Linked DNA regions of Zea mays: all the other regions are linked to region 2. The links are chromatin contacts, called in public Hi-C maps. All regions are on one chromosome and are shown on one strand. Each heading gives the region's core, a stretch centred on a gene start, on an enhancer-like site or on the middle of the called end of the contact. The rest is flanking DNA. Distances are from core to core; before and after follow the strand shown.

Region 1 (2,788 bases), core at 286-2,785, 180 kb after region 2:
ACGAACTAGGACATTATACACCATTATAATATAGTAAGAAAGTTGCAATAGACGCTCTGGACTTGCCAGCTAACAAAATAATGTCCATAACTCTATGGGAAAAATAATCATGGAAGAATTTAGGAAAAAAAACTAGAAGTGGAAACAAAAGAGAGAGAGTAATTAAGGGGGTGTTTGGTTTCCGGGACTAAAGTTTAGTTTGTGACACATCAAATGCTTTAATGCTAATTATGAGTATTACATATAGTCTAATTATAAAACTAAGTATGTAGATAAAGATTAAATGACGAGACAATTTTTTAAACACTCATCTTGTCGTTTAGTTCTTATCTATGTAATTAGTTTTGTAATTAAACTATATTCAATACTTCTAACTAGTATCAAACATCCGACTTAGTAGGGGAACAAAACAGGCCCTAAATAATCGATCAATCCCTTTTAGAAATCAGTGGCGGATTGTACTAACATGTTATGTTTGTGTATAATAGATCGTGTATGTGGTCATATAAAGTACTGACTGTAGAATGAAGTTTGAGATAGGACGTGAAATAGGAGATGGGATATGAAAACTGCATCATAATTTTCATTTGAATATATTACGGCCTAAGATTGGTCGAAAAACGTAATATGAGGCCCAAAAATACATAGGAAACACTTTGGATGCCTTACAGTTACAGGAATACGGAGCCTAGACAAAGGAAGGGCCTATAAGACGAAAGCACATTTCGGGACCGCTGAAAGATAAACAAGTTTCGTGTAAGCAAAGAAAGTGCATTTTCCTGTGGTTTGGTTTTGTTGTGAGGGGCACTACGCCCGAACAAAGGAGACGCCTTAGTATATCTCCAGCATCTTTATATTTAAACTTCATTCTACCCCTACGACCGTAGTCTATTTTCAGCAGCTCACTTATCATCTTTATATTTAAACCTCACTCTACGACCAATACAAAACAGTGTTTTGGATGACTATTAAACATGCTGTCTTAAGCGCGCCTCGGCACAAGGCAAGAAGTCCCGTTTCCTATTTCACGCATTCCCAAAGGGCATAACAGACGAACAGCGCGGCCGAATCCTTCGGTTTGCTCCATTTCATCCAGCAATCCGAACAGTCCTTACCAAATTCCCCCGCTCGCGCTCATAATTGAGGGTTTTGAAAGGCGCTTACCTCCACTTGCCTCCTTCCCTGCTCGAACGACGCGGCGACTCTCAGGCTGACACCCCGGCAGCCACTGACCCTTGAGCCAGGCCTCGCAGAGGGAGACGCCCGCGCCGGCGGTCGGCCCTGGGAACGGAGATTCCTAGGCCCGCCCGGGCTGGCGCGGTGGGACGAGTAGAGGCTCTGGGACACAAGGTGCGCGGAGCAAGCCATGGCTGCTGCTGCTGCCGTGGCTATCCGAGGAGTAGTGCGCTTGCTTTAGACTTGATATGTCGAAATAAAATTATGGGGTCGGATATGACGATTGGTCTGAGACTCCAAACGTCTGCTCCGGTCAAGGTCGCGTTCGGCGTTCCTTGTCATCACCATGTGTTTGGCCATGTGTTTGGAATTCGGAAAATTTTGCTGCGGGTTTAGGTGGAGTTGTCCATCTGCTTAGCGCATGCAGAATGAACGCGACGCGAGATGTTGTTGTGCCCCAGGTGACTCCAACCGATCGTACAAATCAGCGTATGAAACATTGTTTTGTACCCTTATATTTTAAAATAGTAGTCGTTTTAGCTCTAAATTTTTATATCCACACTCATATAAATGATTATGAACTTAGATATATAAGGCAAAACAAATTTTAATTTAAATCTAGTAGTCGTTTTAGTTCTAGATTTTTATATCCACATTTATATAAGGCAAAACGAATTTTAATTTAAAACGGAGAGAGTAATATAGACGATATTATTTATATAATAGATTTTAAAATAGGAGTTAGATTGTATTCAAACTGTTTATAGATTGAAGTTTTAAAGAATAAGATAAAAGTATATATATGTTTAAATGGGTTGTGCCCGTCGGGCGGCCCGTGGCACGGCACGTTTTTAGCCCATCACGAACACGACACAGTCCGTTATTCGTGTCGGATTTGGGCCGCTGCCGTGGCACGTCGTGCCGCCCCGAGCACGGCCCATTTTTTGAATTTCCCAGCGCATTTCTATGTATATTAGAAGCAACTTTAATAGTTTAGACACAAAATAAATTTGGTTTAGTTGGCTAGAGTGGTGCCGCTAACCACTTTAAAAACTCCAACAGGGTTTAAATCCTTTCAAAACTTGTTTTTAGGCTTTTTTTTGCTTATTTTCCTTCCCACTCCGGTCAAAGCACGGCGAGCCTTAACGGACGCTTGAGCCTGAGATGTGGCACGGTGGCCCGACACGATCCATCAACCTAATGGGCCTAAACGTGCCCGGCCGAGGGCGGACTCATGCCGAGCCGGCACGGCACGGTCCACCCGTTTAGACATGTATAGATAAAAGATAAGATAGAGAAATTGTTAAAGATAACTTTAGATATAGATAGTCTGGTGATAAGCTAGATTGATTTCGACAGGTCATCAAAATAGCCGACGGATATGTACAACATGTAAAAAGAGTAATTTTAGATAAGATAAGAAAAGAAAGCTAAAATGAATGCAAGAGGATGTCTATTTTCATGTATCCCAATGTCAGCACAGCTCCACCATTCAATAGTCAATACTAGTACTATTTGATCTAAATATAAAAGTATAACAAGAGCATCTCATGAAACTAAATTTTAGCTACTTAATAGTAAAATAAGGGGGTGTTTGGTTTTTAGGGACTAA
Region 2 (2,700 bases), core at 112-2,611:
CCTACGGGGTCCGGACTCATAGCAGTAGTCTTTGGGCATTTTCACCCCCGGGGACACGTGGCGGCACCAGACCTGTCCCCGAGCGAGGAGCGGGTCCCGAGGCCAATGGCCTCGTTAGACAGGTCCGGACCCATGGGTCCGGCTGCTCAATTTCTCAGTCCGCATTTACCGGTGGCCGCGTGGATCAGTTCCTCAGCACGCGGTTACATGTAATCACACATGTATCTGCCTTGAAACAGTAGGAGAGGGTACCCTAGCTACAGGGTACCGGCAAGTACCATTTTGTTTGGCTTTAATCCGTATCGACTTCTACTGCTTCTACAGTGTTTTTGTCTCTATAGCAGCAGCCCAAACAACTTGCTTTAATCCGAAGCGAACAGCCAATCATAAATGAAATTGAACTTGACAAATTTATTAATATTTGATTTTACTAGGCTATAAAGTTCAATATTAGTACTGCTAGTTCAGATGACCTCTTGGGCGGTGAAATACTGATATGCGATTACTCGTAAATCCAAGCGACCAAATCAAATTCAATGGGCAGCAGAAATCTTCGCATAAGCAAGATCACCTACTGAACCTCTCAAGGAAAAAAACAATCATCAGGTTAGTCTAAGAAATCTTTGTGTATCACTATTGCTCAACACCATGCTTCTAGAGCATCCCCTCCATAAGCCCCCTCATTTCCTCTTAATCTCCAACTATTTATTTTCTAATAATATGATTTATTTCCTAAATAACATTATTTAAGGTCTAATTGTTGGAGTAAAAAAATATTTGAGGCCCTAAACACGGTCTTCAATTTGTACGACTCTATTTTAGAGTTCCTTTTTTAGATCCGTTCAGATTTACACTGTTTCGGACATCGAGTATCTTTCGACCAACAGAGAGTCAAATCAGACCAAAACGATGCAGCTGCTACATAGGAATTCATGATCTCCTTCAAAACCGTGAGCACCACACAACCACGCAGCAGAACACGGGCACGTCATAGAGAAGGGGTACCAAACCGGCAAAAAAGGGCAGAGGGCTTACGGCCTTTTGGTTGTGCTCATTGACGGCGAAGCGCGCGAGCTCCTGGAGCTGGAGGTCGTTCTCGTTCGCCGGCACGTCCTTGATGCCGCCTGCCAACATCCCGGCGTTGTCAGCCGCGGACTCCTTTTGTGCGCTGCGCGTGGAGGAAACGGCGGCGAGGGCAAGCAGCACGAGTAGGGCAGCCACTAGCGAGACGATTCGATGTTTGCGCATCTGGATTGGGTGAATTGGGGCCGGAAATTTATAGCCGGAGGAGATCCCGGGAGAGGACTGGATCCGATGAACGATATGTCAATGCGATATTGTTGTGGCGGCCAACTTTTTTGTATTTTAGCCCTTTCGGGGTTTCTTTTGCACAATTATGCCCTTTGTAGTTTCATTTCAAAAAATGGACCCTTACCTCGGCGCCGTCATCATTGGCGCCGAGGTAATACATAGTGGCGCCAACATAATTGGCGCCAACTTTTCCTACGTGGCAGCCGATGTGGCAAGTCTCAGGGGGTCGGCGCCATAGATCTTGGCGCCGACCCCCCTGGATAGCACCGGACCCCACCGTCAAGGGGGGTCGGCGCCAAGATCTATGGCGCCGACCCCCTGGGACTTGCCACATCGGCTGCCACGTAGGAAAAGTTGGCGCCAATGGTACTGGCGTCGATGTGTGTTACCTCGGCGCCAATGATGATGGCGCCGAGGTTGGGGTCCATTTTTTGAAATGAAACTGTAAAGGGCATAGTTGTGCAAAAAAAACCCAAAAAAGGCTAAAATCCAAAAAAGTTGGTTGTGGCGGCGTGGGGATTGGAAAGGGAAAGGGAGGACATTTTACCCTTCTAGGCTTCTACACTGAAGCTACGCCGTCGTAACACGTGTTCCGGACGCGTCACGCTACGGATATGGATAGAGATGGCAGTGGATTCGATCCTCGATTTTTCAATGAGATTAAGAGCATTTTCAATAGTACAAGGTTTAACTTATAAAAAATAGCTCTAACAGTATCATATTTTGTAATTTTTTATTAAAAATATAGAGTATTCTAAATATACTATACCTAAGAATAGTGATATATCCTTGTTTTCTACGTCTATATAGGCGCGATTCTCGAGAAAGCGCGGCCAGAGAAGCCGGCCGAGAAGCAGTGCGTTTGGCATCTAAGCTGTTTCTAGTCGCCAAAATCAGCCCAAAAGCTGAACCAAATAGGGCTTTAAGACCCATGAGATGCCGGGGGCCGGGGCGGGGCCCGTGTGTCCCTTGGGCTGCTGTTGGGCTGCTGCAAAATATTCCGTAGCAGTTGGGCCATGAATTCGCTGCCAGCCGACAGGCAGGCTTGGACATCTCTCCAGCGCTCGCCGGCGTCAAAGAAGAACGCCTGGAAACCTGAAGGAAGACACCTCACCTCAAGAACCAAAGTTCTATCTAGGTCGAAAAAGGCTATTTGTCCGGGACAGAAGATAACAGATGTTCCATACAAAGAAATCTAGCCGTGCGCGCACGGTTGAGCTGTCTTGCTCTGTTAGATTCTACTCTACTCCATTTATTTCCTCCGCAGACTTGGACCAGCGATCACAGCAGATTTGTAGCTTTGTAGGGTGTGATGAGCATGGACCTGATGGCTGAGGCTGCTGTGTGCACTCTGTATCAGCTCGGTCGCTCCAAAAAATGAAAAATCCC
Region 3 (2,700 bases), core at 27-2,526, 150 kb after region 2:
GGCGTCCCTCGTGGGCGCCGAGCCTGCGGCACGCGCTGCGCGGCGCCATCCCGGCCGCCACCATGCTCCAGACGCGCGCGCCGCAGTAGGGGCAGCGCACGCGCGTCTCCAGCGGGGCCCGGCGCCCCACCAGGCACGCGCGCGTCCGGGAGCGCGTGAATCCCCGGAACACGCCGCGGTAGGCGCCCACGTCGTCGTCGGCGCCGTGGACGGCGTGCTCGCAGGGGTCCGACACGTAGAGCAGGTCGCCCCGGCACCGGCGCGACAGGAAGCTCCGGCCGGACGTCTTGGAGAAGCGGGACACGCCCGTGAAGTGGCCCCGCACGGCCGCCGCCGCCGCGCCGCAGCAGAAGAGGAGCAGCTTGGCCAGCGCCGGCCACCCGCCCACGACGCGCCCCGGGGGCGCGCCGCCGCCCGCGAGCGAGGCCACCATCCGCGGCGCCCGCGAGACGCAGAGCTCCCGCCACAGCACGCGCTCCGCGACGGCCCGCAGCCGCCTGCTGACGCAGGACACGGTGCACAGCGCCTTGGGGTCGAAGTTGAGGTACCGGAACACCAGCGCCAGGACGTTCTCGTCCAGGATCCCCGTGTTCACGAGACTGGCCCGCGCCACGCCGATGCCGCCGCCGCCGTCCCGGTAGGTCGCGCTGCTGCTCCCGCTGCCGCTGGTCGACGCGGCGAAGAACTGGCGCGTGTTCCGCGCGCCCTCGCTCATTGCCAACCCAAGCCAGAGAGTCCTACTCCTCCTACCTAGGCGATGCAGAGCGCGCAGCGGGCAGTGGCAGGGGGGATGAAGAAGATATAATATACTGTACGCGCGGTCGCTGACGCGAGTCGTTGACCACTTCGCGTGCTCCCCGAAAGGCTTGGGTGTCGGGGCAGGACGCGACCGGCCAAGGTGTCGTGGCGCCATCCGCCGCTTGACAAATGGCCACTCCGGCATCGAGTGCCAATAATTAGTCGTGAGCTTAGCTGGATTGCAGGTGCGACCAACGCGAGAACCATCCTGTCAATGCTCTCCTCGATCGCCCAAATATCTTATCTGCTCGGCGCTAAAAGACAAATGACTACAGCCAATTCAACGTAAGGATGGATCTCAGCTGATGCGGAGCGATGCGCGGCATCTCAATCGCAGTTGAGAGCTACTACTCTCTCTCTCTCTCTCTACGCGGGTACATCTGTTGAGAGCTACCTGACAGAAGATCCGGGCACGTATAATTGCCAGATCTTACTACTATTATTAGCACTATTATAACAATTGTAGGACGTCACATCGCGCGACGGCTCTACGCTATACTATCAATCAGGCTCGCTCGCATTGTTTATAGCGAGAGCTCTATCCCGATTGAATTCTTAATCCAGCCACCTTTCCAAATCCAGCCATACCGGCCCTCGACGAGGGAAAGACGACGGAGCCACCAGCGGGACACGTGCCAGGAAAGCAGGGCGTTGTTGCCTCCTCCGTGGACGCGTGTCCTGACGAGTCTCCGTGGCCGACGCGTGTCCTGGCGCGCGGAGGACGCGTGCCGACCATCCAAGGCAGCACGTCTCCTTTTCCAAAACATCTCATCCGCGCGCAAATTCTGATTTCATCGTCACCGGCACCGCAGCTCTTTTGCTTGCCGGATTCAGGCCTTTTCTTTTGCGTCGAGTGCTGCGCGCGGAGAGCGACACGACACGACACGTGAAGCCCTGTCCCGCCCTGCTATCGCTGGTCGCCAAAATATCTCGCCGGCGGGGGGCGCGGCGCCCTGGAGAGCTCGTCTCCGGGGGTTGGTGGGCTGATTGCTGTGCTATCCGAGCTTAATTAGTTAGTACCTTTCAAAATACGCCACGTCAAAGATTTGCTAGGTTTTAATTTTAGCTCTTGTTTAGTTTACTACTAAAACTTGTCAGCTCCTTATATCTGATTTATTAAATTATAAATTTTATTACCATAGTTTGCCTTACTATTTCTTTGGCATGAAAAATCCTTCTTACTTGCGCTCGGCCTATAGGTGTACATTTGAGCCGGGTCTGATGGGCCGGTCCGAAGCACGGAAAAAAAGCACGGCCCAGGCACGGCACGGCCCGAAATAATTTAGTGTCGGGCCGGCACGGCCCGTTATATCGGGTCGGGTTTGGGCCGAGGTCATGACCCATGGGCGGGCACGAGCACGACCCGTTTAAGGCAGGCACGAAATGGCTCATATAGAGGCACGAAAAGGCCCATATATTTATTAAAACCACACTTCATTCCACACTTTCATATACTTGATAAAAACACAAAGCTAGAGATAATGCTAGTTAGATGTTTTTTTAGCTTTGAATTAGAGTGTGTGATGTAATTTTGCTTTTGTTATGAATATTAGACAATAAACTGAACTTACGAACTTTGTATAGAGTTGATTATACTCTTTTTCCTTCTAACAAAATGATTTATAAACGAGGTAGTCATTACATAGCTGTGGTAACTTTAATACAAATATTAAGTTTGATTTTGTTCAAATTTATTCGTCTTATCTTTTATTTGTTTTATTATTATTATTTTGAATTTGGGGCTCTAATGTGAATTTTGAGCCAAAAACTAAATTTCGGGCCAAAAACTGAATTCCGGGCCCTAATGTGAATTTCGGGCTTTTATAATTTTGGGTCGCCCGAAATGAGCCCAGCACGTTTAAGCAATTACGGGCCGGACCATGGGCCGATGGCTAGACCCAT

Evidence for each region. A called contact is a pair of places that touch in the nucleus more often than the background predicts.
Region 1: a Hi-C map of ear shows a contact between it and region 2, with 2.3 times the contacts expected there. The contact joins the promoter of LOC100282760 here to the promoter of LOC542213 in region 2. A contact is called at or near these places in 2 of 25 Hi-C or Micro-C datasets (bundle sheath and ear).
Region 3: a Hi-C map of tassel shows a contact between it and region 2, with 3 times the contacts expected there. The contact joins the promoter of LOC103651102 here to the promoter of LOC542213 in region 2. A contact is called at or near these places in 2 of 25 Hi-C or Micro-C datasets (bundle sheath and tassel).

The regions. Positions count from the first base shown.
Region 1 is chr3:192,972,557-192,975,344 of Zm-B73-REFERENCE-NAM-5.0, forward strand. LOC100282760 reads right to left here and starts at 1,536. Exons shown (of 11, transcript NM_001155666.2): 1 at 1,165-1,536. The coding sequence starts at 1,368.
Region 2 is chr3:192,794,214-192,796,913 of Zm-B73-REFERENCE-NAM-5.0, forward strand. LOC542213 (cystatin 1) reads right to left here and starts at 1,362. Exons shown (of 3, transcript NM_001111825.2): 1 at 1,036-1,362. The coding sequence starts at 1,248.
Region 3 is chr3:192,945,646-192,948,345 of Zm-B73-REFERENCE-NAM-5.0, forward strand. LOC103651102 (EID1-like F-box protein 3) reads right to left here and starts at 1,277. Exons shown (of 1, transcript XM_008676705.4): 1 at 1-1,277. The coding sequence starts at 943.